Regions from separate parts of the Capra hircus genome. Here region 1 is linked to region 2. A link is a contact called in public Hi-C data. All regions are on one chromosome and are shown on one strand. Each heading gives the region's core, a stretch centred on a gene start, on an enhancer-like site or on the middle of the called end of the contact. The rest is flanking DNA. Distances are from core to core; before and after follow the strand shown.

Evidence for each region. Hi-C and Micro-C count contacts between places; a contact is called where the count stands out from the background.
Region 1: a contact with region 2 is called in a Hi-C map of blood, with 11 times the contacts expected there. The contact joins the promoter of CAMK1G here to the enhancer-like site in region 2. A contact is called at or near these places in 3 of 5 Hi-C or Micro-C datasets (blood and liver).

Annotation. Positions count from the first base shown.
Region 1 is chr16:72,373,673-72,380,142 of ARS1.2, reverse strand. It overlaps CAMK1G (calcium/calmodulin-dependent protein kinase type 1G), which reads left to right and starts at 1,931. Exons shown (of 13, transcript XM_018060785.1): 1 at 1,931-2,010.
Region 2 is chr16:72,247,509-72,253,372 of ARS1.2, reverse strand. No RefSeq gene overlaps it. Among named protein-coding and RNA genes, the nearest start is that of G0S2, 15 kb to the left of the region's middle. Within about 2 kb of position 4,527, at least 2 of the 5 cell types and tissues checked have an H3K27ac peak or open chromatin away from gene starts, as enhancers often do.

The DNA of each region.
Region 1 (6,470 bases), core at 682-3,181, 130 kb before region 2:
AATATGCTGTTATTCTTGTGACCAGTACTGATGAGTTAGCATTTATTGAGTACTGACTAGTATACCTACCATAAGAAGTCCTATCTTATTTATTTGACTCTCAAAGGCATTTCCACTTCTGGTGGGACCTATCTGGTTCATCACTAAACACTGGCTGAGTGCCTACCCTGTGTCCTGGGACACAGGCGGGTTAGGGAAAGGAGGTCAAGAGGGCGGGAGGAGAGGCGAAATCACTCTGCTAAGAACTCTCAGTCCCAGAAGGGAGACAGCAGTGGGAACACAGACTAGAATTCAAGGCAGAAAAAGATTAAGAGAGAGAGCGGTAGATGAAAAGTTTTGGGAACCAGCACAGAGGAGGGAGTGATTACTTCTCAAGAGGTGAGGAAATCATAGAAGGTTTCATGGATGAGATGGCATTTGATGTGAGCTTTTAAAATCTATAGCATTTCCATAGGCAGAGAATGAAGAAAGGCCATTCTACCTGGATACAGCTGCAGAAGCAAAAGTCGGGAGCTCTGGAAATCAGCGGTGTGTTAGAAATCAGTGTCTCCTATGATGTGGCTGGAGCATCGGCTAGGTGGACAGAGGGGCTTGGGGTGGGGTGCAGGGTAGCATCATGCCAGATCCTGTAATGCCTGCAATGATGGGGTGAGGTGTTTGTATTTTATTATGTAGGGAATGGATATTTTTGAGGTGATCATTCTACCAAAAATTGAAGTTGGAGAGAGAATAATAGTAGCTCACACTTACGGACAACCTACCAAGTGCCAGTCATTGTTCTAAGCCTTCTACCTTGCTCCACTCGACTAGTACATGCAATAAGTTCAGTGATCATCCCATTGACCAGATGAGAAAACTGAGGCACAGAGAGGTTAAGCCACTTGTCCAAGGTCACACAACCAGTTAATAGACAACCCAGGCATCCAACCTAGAAGCCTTCTCCAGAGCCTCTTTTAACTATCCCAATGGACTACTTCACCCAGGGACCAATTAGAATCTAGGTTATTACAACAGTACCCAAGAGAGGAGAAGGGGACCTGAATTAAGGTTGTGGAGATGAAAATAGATGTCGCCTTTTACATAAGAAAGGGGGCAGGGGATATATATATTCTGTTGTTTGTATCTGCATGAAATGCTGGGGAGACACAGGAGAAACAAAAGAGACCACTTGTAGAGGGCAGGGTGGGGGCCAGGGGCGGTGGGGAGGGGATGCGGTGAGACACCTTTATGTATGGCTTTCAATAGAATCCTAATTGCTGACCCATAGGAATGTGTTGCTTATTCAAAAACCCAAGTGATAAAAACTGGAAAGGCACAATTTAAGAGCCTAGAGTTTCCGGAAGGAGGGGAATGGTCTCCTTGGGGGCCAACAGGTTAGGACTGAAAAGAGGATGGCAGACTTAGGGATCGGAATGCTTTGCTTCTAGAAACAGGGGACGTATCACCTATACCGGGTGAAGCCGTCCAGCCCTGGGTCCCCCTGCGGAACATCCAAGTGCTTCACCTCCCGTTCAGTGAGACCCGGGGGGCTCTACCTGCAACTAGTATCGATGTCTTACTGCTCAGGAATTTATCGGAAACAACATATACCAGCTACTGAGTGGTTAAGAGGGAGACTGAGGCAAGCAGTCTCTGATTTTCTGTTACCGCCGCGTTCAGGCCGATGGAAATCTTTGTCATTTTGTTTTTGCCTTTGATTCCTCCCTTCTCTGCAGCACACATGTCAACGCAAACACAATCACACACACACCATAAAAGGGGCCCTGGGCAAAAGGATTTTTTCTGGATCTGCTCAGAGGGAAGGAAAGGCAGAGGAAACGAAGGAGCAAGCCGCCCTAGCTCCTTTTCCTCCCCTTTAAGGCTGCTTGGTTACGGTCCTGGGAAAGAAAACCTCTGCATTCCTCCCCTTTAATTCAGTGTATTGTGGAAGCGCTGGAGCCCGCTAAGCCTCCCAGACCTGTAGGAGCTGGAGTGGGAGGACCACGAGGACCATTCTCTCGGAATCCCTGGGTAAGATGAACCTGCTTCTTTATTTGGTCAGGGGAGCCTTCTTCGCTTAGCCGGAGGCTGCTGGCACCAAGAGAGTGGGTTTGAACAGCCACTCTTGCAAGCAACTTGGGCGTTTATTTCAGCCCCAGGTCCTGTCTTGCCTGACTCTGGAGGTGTCAGAGGGAAGTTGTAGCTGCTTGGGAAGATAAGTCTGAATGGAAGTCTGGGAGGGAATCTCTGGTGGGGGGGGGGGGGGGCAGTCATCTGGCCATAACTTCAGGGCTGGTTTGAGTGGGAACCTTCTGCCCTTCTGGGCAGAGAAAGGGGAGCAAAACATTCCTATGTGCCTGGCCTGCCATGCCCGCCCGCATTCCAGGGGCAGCCCTGTCAGCTCTGTGCCTGGAGGGGCCGTCCATGTGCAGGGTATCAGGACTGCCAGCATCCTCACCGCCCTCCCTCCTGCTCTGCCTGCATCCCTTAACCTCTGACCCATCTGTCAAATGCCCTGTTCTGGTCCTCCCTTCCTGTTCAGTTGTGAGGAATAGGAGAGCCAGTGCGGGGGTGGAGGGGTGGGGAGGAGGTTAGTAAACAGCCTGTGGCTCCACAGACCCAAGGAAGGCAGACCAGCCTCAGTCCCTCCTGGCCGGTGCCGGCTGCTTAGGATGCAGAACCCAGCGGAGGCACCGCTGTCAGTCATGCGGCTCCTCCCTCACCTTCCCCGGGGGCGCCTCTGTCTCCCCTTCCGTCTTTCAACTTCCCTAGTTCAGTTCTCAAGTCAGGATGGTCACAGGAGGTCTGGACTCACCACCACCACCCCCACCCACACTGGGGCCCTTCTCTCCACGTAACTTTGACGCACGATCATTAACCCTGAAGCTCCCAGAGGCAGTTGTCGGGGCTCTCTCGCCGCTGCCCTGGCGGCACTTCATGGCTGGCCAGCTGCTTGCTCTGGAATCAGATCAACCGATGAAGAGGAAAATCTCTGAGAAGGGTCACGGGAGTCAAGAGGGTTCCCTCTTGGGTAAGGAGACCATCTTTCTTATACCAGAGGCTGGAGACAGTCCGACCCCCAGCAGTCCTACTTGACTGAAGCTTTATCTAGGACCAAAGACAAGACCCCACAGGCCATAGCACAAAGTGCTTAGTAATACCTGATATGGGGACCACACTTGACAGTGAGTAATGTGCTTTTAATTAATCATCTTTAAGACAAGCCCATAGGGTTGGTGGGGTGAATCGCATTTCTTCTGAGGCTTCATCAGGCAAAACTGGATATGGTCGTATCCATTTGATGATAGCGGCATTTGCACCCAGATCTTCTGATATAATCAGAGACCTTTCCATGATACTAGACTGCAGATAGCTGTGGTGTGGGTGTGAGTGTATGTGTATTAAGAGCATTCTTTAGAAAGGTAGGGCAAAACTTTGGGAAAGAAGCTCAAGGTTAGAGTGAGTAAAGGTTTGAGCTGGAGCCAGGAATCACTTAGGCATTAGACAGACGTCCAGCCTCGGCGTAAATCTGAGAAAGCTGAGAGATCCAGGCTTCCCAGATCATGGGAGCCAGCCACTTGTTCCAGGGGCAATCAGTCTGGTGGTGGGATTACAGGAGAGCACCCTGAGGATGAGGTCGGAGGTAAGTGAAATTCCGACAACCAACTCCAGGAAAGAGGCAACAGGTTCCATGTGGGGAGGGGTGAGGGTTGGACAGGGAGACTGCTGTGGGGGGGTCTGAAGGGCTGGGGCTTGTGCCCCGCTCTGTCCCTTCCTGTGGTAGATTTAGGTCATTTTTCCTAATATCTCCACCTGTCAGTACCTCCACTACAAAATAGGGTTGACGATCCCTACCTTGAGAGATTAAACAAGATAATGCTGGTAAAGCGCCCAGCACAGGCATCACCCACCTAGGGTGATGTCTGCAGCAGCGAACACCTGAGGGTCTGGGTGCAATTCCCGGCGGTGGCAAGTGAAATGAATCCCCCTCTAGGAGGACAGCGCCTCCCTGGCTCCCTGTCCCCCATTCACACACAGACACGCGGCCAGAAATAAATAAGCCTTGGGGCCCAGCCGCAGCCTGCCGGAGGCAGCGGAGTGAATGAGCTGCAGCGTGAATGAGGGAGGGCGGCTGTCTGCAAACAGGCTTCGAGCCGGCGCTACAACCGCAGGGTCAAGGGCGAGGGGGCTGGGGCCGTGCAGCCGCCTGAGTGAAAGCAAGCTAGCGATGGGGTTGGGGGGTGGGGTGGGGGCACTGCACGGCTGTGGAGGTGGGGAAGGGGAAGCGTGGTATAACTCAGAGCTTCTCGAGTGGTGTTACCCACGCCATCGTGAGCTCAAGATGGTCCTTCCTCCTGCTCCCACTCCCAGCGACCCCTCCTCTCACCCTCCCAGGGGCGCAGTAGAGTGAGCCCCACTTGGGTACCAACGACGCCCCCATTCCCCGCCCCGCTCCCCCCACCTCCCCTGTGGAAATGGGTCTTAAAGGCAAAGTGTGGCAGACACACAGTTAAGCCTAGGTGGGATGATGGGAGAGAATAGCATTGAAACTTGCATATTACCGTATGCAAAATAGATGACCAGTGCAAGTTCACTGCCTGAAGCTGGGCACCCAAAGCCAGTGCTCCTGGACAACCCAGAGGGATGGGGTAGGGAGGGAGATGGGACGGGGGCTCCAGGATGCGGGGGACACGTGTATACCTGTTGCTGATTCGTGTTGGTTATGTATGGCAAAAACCATCACAATATTGTAAAGTAATTATCCGCCAATCAAAATTAATTAATTAATTAAAAAATGAGACCCTTGAGCGCTGCTTAGAACTAGAAGCCCCGATGGAGATCAGCCCACGGAGAAACCCAGCTCGGGCACGGTCCCCTCTGTGCTCCAGTAGATCCCTTTTTGGGAGAGCAGCAGATAAAATCATTGGTCTGCATTTCAGGACCACGATGTATGAAGCGTCATGTGTCCTCAAGCACTTTAGAATCACAGTGAGAAGGGGTCACAGTTGAGAGGCACGTGGGAGCCGAGACCCGCTGGGGAAACAGCAGACTCACGTCTCCTGCTGTGCGCTCACCCCTATTTCAATTGTTTCCCCTCTCCCCCTACCCCCAGCGATTCATGCCCGTGCCTGTAAAGTGGGCTCATGGCTTGAGAGGCTGCAGCATGCTTTTGTGCCCACTGATGTATTGGACACCCACAGGATTTCTGGGAAATGGAGACAGCAGGGATTGCTAGCCTCATTCAGCAGAGGAGACCGAATGCATGAAGAGTAGGGAACACACCCAGCTCTCTCCAGTGGCTCACGTGTGGACCCCTCAGCCACCAACTCAAGCCCCTTGTTTCCTCTTTATTTCCTCTGCAAGAGGCACACAAGAAACCTTAAACAGCTTGTGAATTCTGGCTTGTCAGTGCAGCAGGGTTTGATTAAACTTATATGTGGGTTTGAGAGCGAAGTAAACTGCAGGAGGCAATTGAAAAACAACCTTCCTCAGTGATTTGGGGGGGTGGACAGAAGTTGGCGTGCAGAGTTGGCTTTGGAGGCACCAGATTAGGGGAAGGGCTGGGGAGGCAGCCGGTGTTCCTGGGAGGGTCTGTCCATCAAGAAGGGTCCAGGGGCCTTTCGGGTCCAGGGCCCAGGCCCAGGCAAGCAAACCAGCCACTTGAGCTGCAGCCCATAGTTGGAGATAGGTTCTGACAGCACGCACAAGGCCCGGCCACGTGCCCACGCACCAACAGGAGAGCAGGGCTGTGAGCCATGACAGCAGGCTGCTGGAAATGTCACGTATTGCTCAAGTATGCAATCGCAGAGCGCCGGAGCTGGCCCAGTCCCCACTTTCCCCAGCAGGCTCTGAGCAAGCCTAGATCTTCTGGATGCTTGCAGGAAAGAATTTACAATTACAGTCTAGTAAAGTTGGGAGACACCAGCTTACAGAACATGAAGCAGGTGTCTTTAAAACTCTCAGAGCCTTTAATAAGCTAACATGGATCTTGACTCTCCAAGAAGGGGCAGATAGCAAATCCACTTTGGTTGCAGAGTCTCCTGGGACGAATATTCTTAAAAAAAATATTGTCAAGGAACCCCAATCTAGTTCATCTTCCTGTTTCTACTAAGGAAAAGGTGAAAGCCCAAAGATGTACAGAACTCTGCCTAGGGCTGCACAGCTCATTGGTGCCAAGCCAAGACTGGAGCCAGAACCTGACCTCTTTCCATTGCACTTCTCAGTCCAGGGGGTGATGAGAAGTGCAATTAAGTCCAGGAAACTGTGGGGCCTGGGCCAGAAACTGTCCCAGCTTTGGTCTTTTAGCCCCTTTAAGGCCAAAGTGAAGTAAAGTCGCTCAGTCGTGTCCGACTCTTTGCGACCCCACGGACCGTAGCCTACCAGGCTCCTCTGTCCATGGGATTTTCCAGGCAAGAATACTGGAGTGGGTTGCCATTTCCTCCTCCAGGGGATCTTCCCAACCCAGGGACTGAACCTGGGTCTCCCGCACT
Region 2 (5,864 bases), core at 3,278-5,777:
ACAGTACCACCCAGAAGGGTTCAGTCAGTTGAGGGGACTAAAAACTGCTAAACCTACGCTTTGGAAACTGCTTGTAGACGACGCTGGTGTGTTTTCACAACAGTTGACTTTGAAGAGTCCTGCTCCCCCAAATTTTCCAACAGAGCTTACCAATTCAAAGAGACACACTTGAATTTTTTTTTTCTTTTAGTGCCAGTATTTTTCTTTGGGTTCTGTGTGAGTAAATCACGGTCAGAAGCTGAAAGAAGCGCGGGAGAAGTGAGGAAAGATGGAAGAATCTCACTTCTGCTTGCTTGCCAAATTTTGAAAGGAATTGCCTTTCCCTCTTATGTATGATATGAAAATAAAATCCAAAAATCCTAGCTCTTTCTTGATACTAATTTCAGTAGAGCTAAAAAGCTCCATGCATCCAATTTCCGAGCTGGAACAAATCTTAAATGTAATCTAATTCCTCTTGTTTGCCAGGTGAGGGAACTGAAGCCAAGACGGGCAGGGCCTTGTCCAAGGTCACATATATGTCAGTGGAGGAGAGGGAGACTGGAACTCAATTATCTTGGTTCCACCCAGGAGCCTTGCAAGAAACTTTATACAAAAGTGCCCCAAACACCCAAGAACTTATCATCACGGCATCTTCTGATTAAACAAAATAAAATATTCAGTTAAAAGATGCTTAAGTAATCCTTATCTGGCAGAAACAGAAAGAGGGAAAAGATTTTAACAGTTAAGCTTTTCTAGAATCTGTTTTACAACTGTTAGGAAACTGGAGCGAGTAGAAGGGTTTAAGGCAGGTTTGTCAAGAAAGAGCTGGAATACTTTACAATCCTACTATTGAGCCAGCACTTTACATATCTTATCTCTTTATATAATCACACGGTATCCTCCTTTTATTAATACAAATAATTTCTTTTAATTTGCTCAAATTCACGGAGAGAAGAAGATATTACGGTTTTTGCAGCTTTCATTACTCGTCCCAGCATCATGCTAATGTGAATATTTATAGTTCAGTGACTCAGGCCTCTCCCCAAATGGACCCCTGCTCCAGCCACTTCAATCTACTTGAGGTCGCTCTGAAATCTCAAGCTATCTCTAGACTCCTTATCTAATCACAGACAGTTCCCTCTGCTGGGTACAGCCTTCCCCCAATTTCTTCATCTCCGTAACTTGTACTCATTCTTCAAAACTTAGCCCCAGGATCCCTTCCTCCCAGAAAGCTTTCCCACTGCCTTGGGCTGACTTGGCTACCCTACTCTTTCCCCGTTAGCACCCTATACACATTGTTATTACACAATTGTGACCTTAGATTTACTACTATACTACAGCTATTATTATGCTACTCTGAGCTTTGACTTCCTTGCCTACCCTCCTTATACTTAACTACCATCTCCTTGAAGGAAGACACCAGACATTGCTCAGCTTGTACATTCCTGGCACCAAGCACATTGGACATTTACTAGGGCTCAATAAATATCTGGGGAAAAAGGATGAGTGAACAAATGAAAGATTCCCCCTTCTTTTCTTCCATTCAAATGACTTAATAAAAAGTCTCCCTCCCACAGTCTTGATTTTTGGGTATCTTGGGAGGAACAGAAGATGGCACTACTATAGGCTTCTCAAAAAAGCCTGTCAGGCTACGCAAAAGAGCTTCCTAGGGTTAAACATTCCAGTGGAACAAACATCTATTTCTACTCCCTTACAAAGTACACCGATCCCAGTAGAATAATGTGCATGCTATAAGGGACAAGAACAAAAGAGAACGAGCATGGAAACAATAGATGAGAAATGTCAACGCCCTTTCAGAAGATGGAAAGTGAACAGATGAGGGATAAGCGACTTAGCCAACTGGAGACTATTGAACCCCAACAGCCCCTGGTAGGAGGGCAATGAGAAGCCACAGAGCCCAGGAGAATCTCAAGGATCAGGGCACCAGAAACCTTCAGGCAGAGGAAGAGATGGGCCCTCCAAGAAGGAGGAAAGTTTGTTTTCTGCAGAAATTGGCTAAAGAGGTGCCAGGCTCGGGGACATCAGCCACAGCAAAAGGTGGTTCAGGCATAGAGCTGGAAACAGGATGAGAGGAAGCCTCCACACTGAAAGATGACTTGTCCAGCCCCTTATCCTGACTTAGTTCCCAAAACACACACAGCCCAACTTATACGCCTCTTCGTTCTCCTTACTCCAGCCCACTGTAGGCAGAGGAATGAACCATTCCTCCTTGGAGAAACTATACAACCAAAGGGAAAAAAGATTATACATACTGATATTTGAGGGTCAGAAGAAATTACTAACAATAGCCCTTGACAACATTGATAGCCCCTCAGAGATAAAAGAAGGCAGTGTGTCCATCAATGAAGATCAAGCAGTCAGTGTTTTGTTTAAAAAAAAAAAAAAGTAGTCACGCACAGACAGGAGCTTTGTAAAATAAAAACATAACAGGAAATTTAAAAATTAAAATGAAACACAGGGAAGATAAAATTGACAAAATCTCACAGAAAGTAGGACAGAAAGGTTAAGAGATGAAAGTTAGGACCAAAAAAATAAGAAGTTTACAAGATCCAATCCATCCAAAGCTCTGACATCTTCTAATAAGTCCAAAAAGAGAACACAGAGAAAATGGAGGGGAATATATTAACCAGAAAGATAATTTCTCCAAAATTTCCTATAATGAAAGATTTGAATTTCCATATTGAAAGGACCCAGTGGGTGTTCAACACAATGAACCAAAACAAAACACAAAACTGTCTCCTCAAAGCACATAATTAGGAATGTTACAACACCAGGGGGTGGAGGGGGGAAAGGATCCCAAAAGTTCTAGAGAGAAGAAAAACAGCTCACAAAGCCAGATCAGGAGTCCAAACAGAAATTGAACTTCTCAGTATCCACACTGGAAGCTAGAAACTGAAAGGCAATACAGCAACGTCTTCCAGTTTCAGAAGAAAATAATCCTTCCTCAGCCAAACAATGAATCAGGACGAGGGTAAAGTAAGGACGCTGGCAGAGCTGACATCCTGGCCTGTACGTGACCAGGGTCTGGTGGATCCAAGTCCATGCACAAGTGTTCAGTGTGAAACAGCACCCCACGTTCAGTTCCCTGTTATTCATGAGGAAGTAAGCCAGAAAGAGCTGGGGTGGTCAGGTGGATGGTAAAGGAGGTCCCAGTTACCAGCCTATCAAGCTCCTAGTCTGGATTGGAACAGGAGGACCCGGGGCTCCAAAACAAATGTCTCCGAGGGAAAAAAAATATAGATTATCCAATTAATTGGACCCATTTATTTGAGCTGTATTGCTTTTACCAGAGGATTTGGAGAACATGACAACTGAGTGAGCAAACAAACAAAAATGAGACGATTATTAACTCTTGGTGGGGGGAGGCGGCATAGAGGAAAACAAAGAAACGCAATCACAGTACAGCAAACGGTAGAGCTGCAAAAAAAATCAGTCATCATAATATGAACACTGACTAATGATTTAATTAAAATTGTGATTTAATAGTGTTAGGAACCTAGCTGGAAGGGAATGAGCATCTGTGTGTGTTGTAAAATAAAATGGCAAGTCCTAATAGTCCTTAGTGGGAAATCAATAAATAATTTCTAATGTTACAAAATCAAGAACGGCAGTAAATGTTTTAAAATATGGAGTTAATCAGAGAAAAGAAATAGGATTTTAAAATGTGGTTGCCCTTGAAAGGGACCTGGGCATGGGGAAGGGAGAAGCAAGGGTTGCTGTTAGCATTATAAGCCTTTTGATATCATGTGACTTTGTATTATATTAATGAATACAAAAATTACTTGGAAAGGAAAGAAGAGAGAGGGGAGAAAAAGAAGGAAAGAGAGAAAGGAAATGACTCAGTCACAACAGCATCCATGGATTACATTCTTTTACCACTCAACATGTTGATGGCTGGAGCCATTAAATTCAGTCTCAAACAAGCTCTACTTGAAATATTTACCTAACTACCCAGAGGTGTTTGCCAGTTTGTTTGTCTAAAGACTACTTCAGAATCTCCTGGGCACTTTGCAAAAATACAGATTCCTGGGTCCCAACCTTGATGGCTCCCATTCAAGGGCCTGGGAATCTGCCCTTAGCTCCCCCAGATGATTTAACTGCACAGCAAGTTTTAGGAATCACTGGACTGAAGCAGAAACTGTGAGCACGTGGAGGGAGGGGTGGGGGGTGGGGTTATGTGATTTTTGTGTGACTGTTTCTGTGTATATGTTGGTGTATTGTGAGCCCGTCTTCTTCCTCCCTCCTTCCCTCTTTCATCTTCTCTTATCTTAACCCATAAACCCAAAAACCCTCTGGACTGAGATTTTTAAACCCCAGGAGTCTGTGCTTCCCAGGTGGCACAATGGTAAAGAAGCCACCTGCCAGTGCAGGAGACTCGGGTTCGATACCTGAATGGGGAAGATACCTTGTAGTAGGAAATGGCAACCCACTGCATTATTCTTGCCTGGGGAACCCCATGGACAGATGAGCCTGGGCTATGGTCCATGGAGTCAGCACGCGTGTACACACGCAGTCTGAGCTTTCTCGCCCAGCCCTGGGGCTCCCTCTGCTGGCAAACACCTGTCAAAACTCTTAACATCCTAAACCTAGACATTGCCCCTCCCTTGCTATAAAGCTGTTTCCCAGGCTATTTCCAAGACTTCAAACTTCATGTACCTCTCATCAGACAGAAAAGGAAAAATTCAACCAACCTGGGAAAGACATCTCCTGCTTTACAGGTGTGACTGTACACAGACCAGGAACAGCAGGAGGAGGCGGAAATGAGAATAAAACCTACATACTGTGGCTAAACGTGAGGGAAAGGGGGCCTTAAGCGATTCAACTTCCCACCTTCTTCCCCTCCCGCCCTCCAACAGAAATGGACAGATGGAGAAGTCAGATCCATGTGCCTCTCAAAAACCAAAAATCGAAGGAAGGAAACACATTAGGCTAAAAACTCGCTGAATTTAGAAGGAGACCGCAAGAGTTCGATATCCACCCTCACCTTATTTCCTTGAGTCTCCGCATGCCCAGTCCTCGGACCCTGTAAATCTTGCCGCTCCAGTGATTCCCTAGTCAGGGACTCTGTCGGATCTTTCCCACAAGCTGAAAACACGCTCACCCCAGCGCTGTGTCTGGGACAGAGAAAATACTCAAAACCATTTAAATGAAACCTTAGCTCACTGCTGTCCTAAAGATCAGAACCCTCCTTCAGATCTGCACATCCAGCAACCCAACCTCCTCAAAAGCTCCTCTCCCCGACACTCACACTAAAAACGTTCTTTCCTCAAATACATCCCTCCTCAACCCATAGCATTCCGGCCTCAGCGCCTTCAGAGCCCTGACAGGCCTCCAGCTCAGCTCAGTTCAGTCGCTCAGTCATGTCCAACTCTTTAGGACCCCACAGACTGCAGCATGCCAGGCTTCCCTGTCCATCACCAACTCCCAGAGCTAGCTCAAACTCATGTCCATTGAGTCAGGGATGCCATCCAACCATCTCATCCTCTGTCGTCCCCTTCTCTTCCCACCTTCAATCTTTCCCAGCATCAGGGTCTTTTCCAATGAGTCAGTTCTTCGCATCAGGTGGCCAAAGCACTGGAGTTTCAGCTTCAGCATCAGTCTTTCCAATGAATAGTCAGGAATGATTTCCTTTAGGATGGACTGGTTGGATCTCCTTGCAGTCCAAGGGACTCTCAAGAGTCTTCTCCAACACCACAGTTCAAAAGCATCAATTCTTCGGCACTCAGCTTTCTTGATAGTCCAACTCTCACATCCATACATGACTAGTGGAAAAACCATAGCTTTGACTAGATGGACCTTTGTTGACAAAGTAATGTCTCTGCTTTTTAATATGCTGTCTAGGTTGGTCAGCGATTCCTATATCC